Linked DNA regions of Rattus norvegicus: all the other regions are linked to region 2. A link is a contact called in public Hi-C data. All regions are on one chromosome and are shown on one strand. Each heading gives the region's core, a stretch centred on a gene start, on an enhancer-like site or on the middle of the called end of the contact. The rest is flanking DNA. Distances are from core to core; before and after follow the strand shown. Region 1 holds the start of Dsc2 (desmocollin 2). Region 2 has its middle 43 kb from the start of Dsc1. Region 3 has its middle 36 kb from the start of Dsg1.

Region 1 (3,503 bases), core at 675-3,174, 89 kb after region 2:
GTAACCGGCTTCTGTCTCAGCCGTTTCTTAGTAAATCTCTCAGGATCAGTTCAGCAGTTCAGATGAAGATGAAGGGGGTCCCGAGGGCAGCAGCCAGTGTCCTTACCAACCGTGAGCACAGAGGCCCGAGGAGTTCTCACAACAGGGCAGGACGAACAGAAAGCTGATCTTTACTTTTGACGCTCTTAGAGTACTGCAGAGCTGGCTTCTGTCTCAGAGTTCTGTCCGCAGCCGAACGGCAGTTCCTAAAGGAGCCACATCCATCCACACCTCTCAGTCTTTCACGGTAGGATGTTTCAAAACTGGTTCGAGGAGACGTTTGCAATGGCCAGCTAGTCTAATCCTTTACGGCAGAGCATTTACTTAGAGTCTGTAATTTTTATCTAATTCCTTGAGCAAACTTTCACAAAGAAACAAATAAAAGTTGCCATTGGAAAGCTCCATTTACCTGAGATTAATTGGCACATGGCTTCCTTTTCCTTAGTGAGGAGGAGCGTGAGGCATTCCAAAGGTATTGGAGGCTGAGGGTAGCAAAGCGTGTGTCAGTGTCCTGTTGGCAAGAGGAGTGGTGCTGAAACCCGCTGGCTTCTGTGTTTTCTAGAAAGCTCGGAGCTGGACAGTGCGATGTCATCACCAGTGAGTTGCTAGGAATTTATGAAATCAGCACTGGGCAAGCACAAATGAGCATTAAGAAATAAGAAAACAACACATGACAGTCAGACTCATGACCCAGACTTATTTCACTAGCAAGGGCTACTCATTTTATGGTTCTGGAGACAATAGAACACCTACATTGATAGAAACCACCAGGTCAGGCATTAACTATTAATTTTGAATTAAGCGTGTGGTTGCTGTTACCACCGTTCTGGGGCGTTCACAGAGGGGAAGCAGTGTCAATAATTGAAATGGTACTGAGCGCTGTGGTCAGCGCTTCACGTTTGCTCTCTGCGACTGTCTTTAAACCAGGCAATAAGGAAGGGACACGTTTGCCTTTCTGGTGAAGCCTTTATAGTGTCTTAGAAAAGAGGTGCAGATGAGTCAGCACGGCGAGGCCTTCTGCAGAATTCCGAGCTCTCAGGTTTAATCTTTCTGCTTAAGTTCTGTTATAACTCATGGGCTCAAGTGCTGTCAAGTCCAGAGTGTGAATACTCCTGCTCTTTTTCACTTTTCATCACGAATTCTAATCCTGATGTCAGAACAGAGAAAAATAATTGGTACCAGAATGTCCAGAACTCCATGTGGGACGTGCTCAGAGAAAAAAAAAATCACAAAAGACAACATAGAGGAAATCAGAGGGCCCACATTTAGCCAATGGTGAGGCCTCAGTTGATGGGTTTCTATAGTAACTTGTTTTATTATTCCTTCCTTTCTTCCTTCTTTCCTTCCTCCCTCCCTAGTCTCCTTACTTCCCTCCCCCTCCTCCCTCCCTCCCACCCTCCCTTCCTCCTTCCCTTCCTCCTTCCCTTCCTTTCCACCTTCCCTCTTTCCTTTTCCTCGATAAATTATAGAACCAGTGTCACTGTCAATCTATTTTCGGAACCTTGAGACCTTTTAGGGCGGAACTCCTGTTAGAACCTTATTTATATGTCTGTGGGACTTTGATTTACACAGTAGAATGTCCCTTGAGTCCACATCTTATCAGGCTAGCTTCAGGCAGATGTAACTCAGCCAGTTGATCCAGGGCAGTTGTGGGTTTGGGAGTTACACCCCCTCCCCGCCTCCCCAGGTAACTCCACAGGCAGTGGGCAGTGCTCTGGGCGGGGCCAGGGCCAGAGCTCGCGGTGAGTCTTAGTACAGTCAGGCCTTCTGCTGGGCAGGGCCAGCTGTTAATCCTGCTAGACCGCCATCGGGGCGGGGTGGGGGCTGGGGGGTGACAAGGGACATATAGGTGTCGTCTGCACAGGTGAAAGGGTGGCGGCCACAGGGAGTTCCCACCGGTTGAGTTCTTAAAGTCATGAAGACTCAAGAAAAATAACAAGGAGTGGCCGATTGGAGTCTTTTGGACTTGCCCGGAGCTCCACCCTCGGCCAGAGGAAAAGCCCCTGGGGACCGAGGCGGGAGCATCAGACAAGCGCGAGAAAAGTGCCTGTGCGCGCTCCACCTCTGCGCAGCGGGTGCGGGGCGGTGACCTGTCCCTTGAGTTAGCCATGGCGGCAGCGGGATCCTCGCGCTCCGGGAGCCCTGCCCTCGGCCTGGGACACCTGTTGACCCTCGCGGTGAGCACCGGGACCAACTCACGGACGGGGAGAGGGACATGTAGCCGGGGCGACTGGCCCGGGTCGGATCACTAGGTCTCAGGTCACCTTAAACTGCAGCAGTTGTTGGCGGTGAGGAAGGACGGCAGGAAGCCGAGCGACCCGGACACCAAGGCCCCTCAGGGGAGGGAGTGTAGCTGCGAGCGAGCTGTAATAGGCGCGCGCGTGGATGGAGACGGGGGCGGATCGCGGACGCCCAGCCAAAACCCTGGCCTCGGGGTTCTCTGGGCAGAGCGGGGTGCGCCAGGGCTGAGCCCCGGCCTGGAGTACCGTCACAGGAGCCCTGGGTTCAGGCGGTCCTGAGTGAAGTCAGCTGCCTGGCAGAGGACATTAAAGGCCGGCGTGGTGCCCTTGGGGTCAAAAAAAAAAAAAAAGACTTGTTGCTTTTGAGGGTTCCGTGGTGCTGGGATGGGAGGATTCTAGAAGTGAGAGTTGGAATGAAGGAGAGAGAGACTCTGCACTTTTCTTACAAAGTTAGGAGATGGGTCCACACGAGGTGACCACTGATTCCCTAAATCTCTGAGAAGTGAACATCCTGGTCCCGAGATCTTGTCCTAGAAGGAGTTTTGATTTTTCTTCTCAACTCCTGCTCAGATTCTTGCTGTAAGAAGTACAACAGGCAGGACCTTCAGCCCTTTCAGAAGTGTGAATCAAAATTTATGGCTTTATTGGGGACAGGTCTTGATCTCCCTAGGGAACCAGAAGACTCAAGAATTCACCTCTGGGACTGACTAGGCCGTTGGGGAGTTTGGGAAAAGAATGCTCCAGATTATAGTTTTATCGGGGGTCTCTTGTACAAGGCAAAAGTTCACTATGCCAGGGCAAATAGCTACCAATTTGATACTGTCCTTTCCCCCCATAGCCTGCAGCAATCACTCAAGCTGGCTTTGAAGGAAGCCTGGAGGAACCCAGGGAACCAAAGTGTGGAAGTGAGAGTTCTTCCATTTCTCCTCAAGTTTCCTTTCACAAGGGATTCCTGCATTTTTAATTACTGAAGAATGTGATTGGTTACTGGACATCCCAAGGAATGAATTCAATCAGAATTCCCAGAGACTATTCATAAGCACAGGTTGGGACAGGAACCTTGCAGTCAGGGTTTTATGGCTAAAGAAACCCAGCCTGGGGCAAATAATCATCACAAAATATTCTGCCGATGACAGAGTGTGAACTTTGGTTGATACCTAGTGAGGGACGTTGCCACTTCCTTTTGTAACACAGGGCCTTATTCTTTGAAAGAAAAGGCATGCT
Region 2 (3,509 bases), core at 686-3,185:
AGATCCTCTGGAAAAACAACCAGTGCTTGTAACCACTGAACACTGACAACTTCTTAATTACCTTATATGTTAGCCTTTTGTATAATATTAGAGTATAAAATTGGTACGAGAAGTGGTACAAACATCACACACATAAAAAGAATTTATGAAATTTTAATCTGAAAGATCTACTAATAACAAGGACAAAATGTGGTACACCGGAAAGATAACAACCTGTTCGCATGCAGAAAATGACCAACAAGAGTATCACATGTGATGCCGTGCAAGACACATAAATTGAACTAGGTGAAGTGGCTAGAAATTTCCAGAAAGAGTATGTGAAGAAGCATGGGTGAAGTTTAGAAGTTGGTAAATACATATGCTTAAGAGGGGCATTAAAGATAAATAAACACGCAGTCACATAGACCCAAAAAGCAAAAGTCTCAGAAACAAACAGTCCTAGAAAATTGTCTCCAATGCCTACATAGCAGGGATGACAAGCTCCCAGATATCAAGATGAGAGGCCAGCAGACTGGGAAAGAGGAAGGCACTTTCATCAGAAAATCGAGGAATCAGCCTCAACCCCCATCCAAGTTTCATGGGCCTTTTCATTCCAATTCGTAGTTTTTGCTGGATTCTCCCTCTTCCTGTCTATTTGAGAGTTAAGGCAGAGGTAGGAAGGTTATTGATCTGATGAGGAAGCCCCATGATTCCACCAGGGATCCTGAACTTTGAAGGGGATAAAATAATGATCAGATTTTGGATTACCTCCCTTGAAAACCAAATAGTGCATTTAATTTGTGGAAAGAAATCTACATCGAAATGACTTTTAGCTAGAGTCAAACTCTGTCAAGACAGTGCCACTTTTCTACCTAACTCCTTTCTCCTGTGTTCTGTAGTGACACTGTTTGAGTCTGTTTCTCTTTACCTTTCCCAGGGTCCTTTGTGGATAGTAGGATTGTGGTTCCTCCTGTAATAGGAGCAACTTTGAAAGGTATAATTCCTGCTTTATCTTTGTAAAGATAAGTAAGAACTCAAAGCCCGAGGTTGAAAGATATGTGGGACCAACTCCTGGAGTAATAAAGATGAGGAAGTAGGTGCAGGCCTGATCAGGTCATGTGCAAACTCAGACGTTATTCTGTCAAAACCACTCTGGGGTGGGGGTGGGAAAAACTTAGTGAATGAGAAGATTGAAATAAGAAGTTTGGCATTTATCTAAAGGCCAGAGTTTTGGTTCAGTTAACTGTTGCCTGGGTACCCAGGTAAAGACAGTAAAATGGTGGCAAATCTGGCTTCATTCCCTTAAAGATGAGAAATGGGATAACCTTACCATGTGTGTCTGTGTATGGATAAGGAGCAGAAGAGAGTGGAGGGCTCTCTCCTGGGATCCACAAAATTCATGAGCTAGGACAGGGAAACACAATGAGCGATGTCACAAAAGAGGAAGTGCTCCTAAAGCCGAGAGAGCATTTCCCCATTCTATCCCACGGGTATGGCCTTCCGAGAGACAATGGTAGTTATGACTAAACGCTACCGTGTGTCTGAGGCCTTGCACATCGTGTTGCTCTTTGATCATTCATCAGGAGAGAAAAGGAAAAACGGTGGCAGACGTGCCAAAGTTCATATCAGCAACACTGCCAGGGCTATGGTTTTTACAAGAGAGAATGTGATTCTACCGAATCCCCAGCTGTGTTTAGTGAGGGTTAGATCCTGCTGAAGAACATTTGTTCTGCAGAGTACCTAAAGTAGCGTCTCCAGTTATGCACAGCCCCCCACCCCCCATACACCAAACTGTATAACCAACGAAATCGTTTTTAAGTATTTCAGGCCATAAAGCAACAGACTTTGCTCCTGGAGGAAGGCGGCTTTATTTGGAGTGGGGGTTGGGAAAACTTCACCCTGCAGCAAATAGGGAAAGGCAAAGGTTCTCTGAGAGTGGAGTTGCGGTCCACATTGGGGCAAACAACCAGACTAACAAGTTATTTAACCATGAGCTAACAACCCAAACGAAGGACATGGTCCACACTGTAAACATCCCTGACTGAGGGAGGGAGGAGAGAGAGAGAGAGAGAGAGAGAGAGAGAGAGAGAGAGAGAGAGAGGCACTCTGGGTAGAAAACTGCCCATATCAAATGCATTTTTTTTTAAAGCAAATTCTTATCTAATCTAGAGCGCAGCTGCTGCTCACTCTGGTGACTGCGTTATAAAACCTTGTAGAAAATCAGGTTTAAAAAGAAATCAGCGCTATGCACCATAGGGGTCAGCGATCCTCAGTCCACTCTTAGGTATGCTTTTTACTCAAACAGGACTAACAGCAAAATGGGAAATTCAGAGAAACAGAGAAGAAGGAAAAAATAATCTAGACTTGTTATGGTATCCAGATTTTCTGGTTTCTATGAAAATGTAGAACAGGCAAAAATAAACAAATAGTAAAAAGCTATTTCTGTGTCAACTTTCCTGACTGGCATGGCATTTAGTAAATGAATATTAAATCAGATACTTCATATGTGTTAAAAGAATCCAAGAAATTAGGGTACGTGTGTGTGTGTGTGTGTGTGTGTGTGTGTGTGTGTGTGTGTGTGTGTAAGGAACTGCAGGAAATGCAAGGACAGCCCCTGGAATGGGGGAATGCCAGTAATACAGCAGAATCCCCCTGAAAGAGAGTCTAAAGCTGACAAGTATGCAAACAAGTGTTGACAGGATCCAAGAAGCTGGAAGAAATTTAACTCTCTCATCAATTTGTGATGGGAAAAAGCACCCTGTGGTTGTGCAGTGGTTAAAAATAAGACTTGAGCCACCTGACTGTACAGATGAGACACAAAATGTTATGCTGTGCTCCTTGGCTAAATTCTTCTCACTCAACTAACCTTCTTCCCACGATCTTCATGGGAGCCTTCCCCAGTAACTAGGAAGGGTTGTGTAGATCATTTACCTTAGTCTTTCTAACTAAAACACAGGAAAAATGGAAAGGAAAAACATGAAAATACAGCTCAAAGTCAGATTTTTTTTTAATTTCTTTTATTTTTACAGTCCAGATTTTATTCCCTTCTCAGTCTACCCTCCAACTGTTCCACATCCCATACCTCCTCCCATCCCCCACTCCCCCCATCTCGTTTCCACAAGGATGTCCCCCTACACCCACACCTGACCTCTAAACTTCCTGGGGCCTCCAGTCTCTTGAGGGTTAGGTGCATCTTCTCTGACTGAACCCAGACCCTGGAGTCCTCTGCTGTATCTGTGTTGGAGGCCTCATCTCAGCTGGTGTATGCTGCCTGGTTGGTGGTCCAGTGTCTGAGAGATCTCCGTGGTCCAGATTAATTGAGACTGCTGGTCTCCCTACAGGTTTGCCCTCCTTCTCAGCTTCCTTGGGCTTTTCCCTAATTCAACAGAGGGGTCAGCAGCTTCTGTTCATTGGTTGGGTACACATATCTGTATCTCAAAGTCAGACTGTTAAGTAAAAAATTTAATAAAGTAATTCACATACCTATAAACTACATATGACCAGGGAGACAATTTAAGTCATATTTTTCT
Region 3 (3,469 bases), core at 631-3,130, 66 kb before region 2:
AGCTGGAGGGAGGGGTCTAGGGAAGAGAGGAGTGAATGCAGAGAACTAATTCATCCAGCAGCTTTGCCTAAACTGAGAGATAATGGAGAGAGAGGCTGAGGGTGTAGCTCGGCCGGAGCAAGGCCAAACACAGCGTGAGCACAGCCCTGTGCTCCATCCTTAGCAACAGCATAAACCGTGGTGTGTACTCATGCTCTCTGAACTGGGGGGCAGGAGGGTGGAGGCAGGAGATTAGGAGTTGAAGGTTACCCTCAGTTACATGGCTGAGCTTGAGGCCAGCCTGGGCTACATACACATGCAACCCTGTGCCCGCCACTACTAAAACAAAGCCAAGCAAAGGAAGACAATAAATAAATAAATAAATAAATAAATAAATAAATAAATGAATGAATGAATAAATAAATAAATAAATAAAAACAAAAGAAATTGAGCTAAAATAAACATTCTCCAAGGCATGAAAATAAACAAGTTTGGATTTGGGAAAGGAACATTGTATGTTCAGGAGAATTATTCAATCCAGGGAATATGTTTTTTAAAAAACATTTTTAAATTTTTTTATATGTATAAGTGTTCACCTCCATGTTTATGTGTACCATGTGTATGCAGTGGCCTCGGAGGCCAGAAGATGGCATTAGATCCCCTGGAACTGGAGTTGCAGACACTTACGAGCCACCATATGGATGCCGGGAACAGAACTCCAGTCTTCTGCAAATGCTCTTAACCACCTTTCCAGCCGTGTGTATAGTCGTCTCGTAAGACTAAGTCTGTGACAAAGCCTCTCCATCACATAGAGGGAGATTCAAGATAAATATTAGAAACGGCCTCCTGGCCATCTGGCAGTGAGACCAGGATATAACATCACAGGAAATTACCTGAAGTTATCCACCAACATTCGAGAGATAAGATCATAACACAACAGATGGCTTCGAATGCTTCCAGTGCCGAATGAGCTTCCGGAAGCACAACGGTCCGATGCACTCACTCTTTTGGTTGCAGACTTTCTTCAGAGTGGGTTGGCTGAGAGTCTGGACCCCAGGCTGGCTGGTGTGTCAGCTGTCTCTGTTATAGTGGTTACGAGCCATGTGGCCTACACCAGGCTACCTCAACTTTCTCTTTCCAAGTTTACACATTTGCAGAAAGATAATAAAGTAAGACTTTCCCCTGTCAGCTCTGAGAGCTAAATAGAATGACACAGCTTAACAGTGAGTGCTAGACCTTTGTGAACAGTGACGACTCTTGTCTTATATATGTTCATTTAATTCAGGTAAGCCGAGAGCACCGAGGGAGGGCTGCTTATTTACTTAGTACTTCAAACATTTTTATTACATGTAGTTATTTTCTGTGTGTGTATTATGTGTATATATGTGTATATATGTGTATATATGTGTATATATGTGTGCATGCCCTGATGGGCATATGAAGGTCAGACTTTTAAGAATTGGGCAGTAAGGGTGGGTGGATGGGGAGGGGAACATTCTTATACAAGGGGAGCGGGAGGGGTTAGAGTACTGGTAGACAGGAAACGGGGAAAGGGAATAACATTTGAAATGTAAATAAGAAATACTCAATTTTTTAAAAAAATGGGGGAAAAAAAAAGAATTGGCTCTCTGCACTGTGTGGGTCCCAGGGATCAAAGTCAGGTCATCAGGCTTGGCTACCAGGGCCTTTACTCATTCAGTCATCTCAGAGGCCCAAGAACTGTTTATTTTATATTAGAATTATCAGGAATTGCAGGGTGCTTATCACACAAGCTGTATTTAAAGGGACCCACAGAAAGCTTCTGCCTTGGCCAGATGAAGCTGGATTGAGACTCTACTGTAAGGGCTTTGAAATTACACCATGGTGACCTTCCAACCAGGGAGCTGGACTTGTCTGGACTGTGAATTGGTGGCTGGAGACAGTCCTGCTTTGGAGTTCACACTTTCTCTTTCTACACAGAGCTGTCCTTGAGTTCAAACTCAGACCAGAAAGCTGTAAAACCTGAGGGAGGCCTCACGGCTACCATCACGGCAGGAAGCTGACTCCGTCCCTCACTTCAGTGAGGCCCTCCCTTCTAACTTTCTTTTCTCTAGTCTCTTGGTCACCTCTGTCAATCGTCCTCAGACTCTCACTTTCCACACGGCTTCTTACCTTTGTCACTCCTGGCTTTACCTCAGGGCCAGCTTGAGCCAAGTTTGGAAACCATCCTTTATTTTGATGGGCAGACGGCACAGCGTTCGCAGATCCTTAAGTGAAGAGCACTTCTCCAGCTTCCTTTGTTTTTTAACATACAAAAACAAAGACAAAGAACCCCCATGACACCAGGAACACTTGCGAAATGTCTTATTTCGAAATTCCCCCACAATTACTGGAACACACCATCCTGTCACACATGCTGGAAATGATAAGTAGTGACAGTTTTTAGTTATTCAGAAAATAAGCCACCAAACCTGGTGTGGTGCCATATGCCTATGGTTCCAGCACTCGGGAAGTGGAGGCAAGGAGAACAGAAGTTCATGATTATGGATTAGAGGGAGCTCCGATTCCAGCTCCCTCCCCAAAGGGGAACATTAAAAAGTTACACATTTGTTAAGGCTCAGGCTGATTGATTAAAATGTCAATAATCACAGAGGGGTGGAACATTTGGGGCCCAGGGTTATTTATCTTGCCTTACTTATCTTTAGCTTACAAAATAGATATTTATTAACTACCTTTGTGTTTGACCTAATGTCCTTGTGAATTAAAGCTGAAAATCCCCCTTTCTGGAATGCATAAACAGAGCCCATCACTTCCAGCAATACAAAGGCAAGAATGTTGTTGTGTAACATCTGAGGCTGTAACAGAAAACTTTCTGCTCTGCCTTCTCCCAGCTACCCAGTCTTACTAGCACTGTACTTTAACTCTACTAATGCCTTGACTTATAACTGTCTTTGTTCTCTTACTATGAAAACCTTTGAAATTGTTTATTGCATTGGAACATGGCATTTGGAGCAACCTGAACCTATCTACATCCCTGGGCCATGGCCACTTGTATCTGTCTCCAGGATAAATGTCTCACTGGACATGGAAGCTGTGTTTTTGCATCAGCAAAGGTCTGCCAGGCTGTTGTTGACCCTGTTCATTAAACTCATTAAAGAAAGGAAAAAGAAAAGTGGTCAGAAAGTCAGGGGAATCATACTGAAAAAAAATCTGTAAATGGGTCTCAGAACTCACCAAATTGTCAGTTCTTGTGAGGTGATCACATGCTTTCTAGATTCATCGTTAGCAAGTTTTACTTCCATTCATTTTTATTGTATTTACTGATTAAATAGATGAGTATTTGCAAGCACATGAAAATGAAGCCTCACACTGAGACCCAGATACCATCATCCCAAGGTCTGAACTAAATGATTTACTTCAACAAGAGAGTGGTCCATCGAGAGGCTGAGTTCTTACCTAGAGACTCAATCATCTTACCTGAGACTGTGTGCATCTTACAAAGTGCAAGCTT

What was found. A called contact is a pair of places that touch in the nucleus more often than the background predicts.
Region 1: a contact with region 2 is called in a Hi-C map of liver, with 2.2 times the contacts expected there. The contact joins the promoter of Dsc2 here to the enhancer-like site in region 2. A contact is called at or near these places in 4 of 12 Hi-C or Micro-C datasets (kidney, liver and mammary epithelial cells).
Region 3: a contact with region 2 is called in a Hi-C map of liver, with 4 times the contacts expected there. The contact joins two enhancer-like sites. A contact is called at or near these places in 3 of 12 Hi-C or Micro-C datasets (kidney, liver and mammary epithelial cells).

Annotation. Positions count from the first base shown.
Region 1 is chr18:11,755,887-11,759,389 of GRCr8, reverse strand. Dsc2 (desmocollin 2) reads left to right here and starts at 1,924. Exons shown (of 16, transcript NM_001033688.2): 1 at 1,924-2,216. The coding sequence starts at 2,148.
Region 2 is chr18:11,844,912-11,848,420 of GRCr8, reverse strand. No RefSeq gene overlaps it. Among named protein-coding and RNA genes, the nearest start is that of Dsc1, 43 kb to the right of the region's middle. Within about 2 kb of position 1,935, at least 2 of the 93 cell types and tissues checked have an H3K27ac peak or open chromatin away from gene starts, as enhancers often do. A contact at or near this core is called in liver, where this site is marked.
Region 3 is chr18:11,910,427-11,913,895 of GRCr8, reverse strand. It overlaps the pseudogene Api5-ps1. Among named protein-coding and RNA genes, the nearest start is that of Dsg1, 36 kb to the left of the region's middle. Within about 2 kb of position 1,880, at least 2 of the 93 cell types and tissues checked have an H3K27ac peak or open chromatin away from gene starts, as enhancers often do. A contact at or near this core is called in liver, where this site is marked.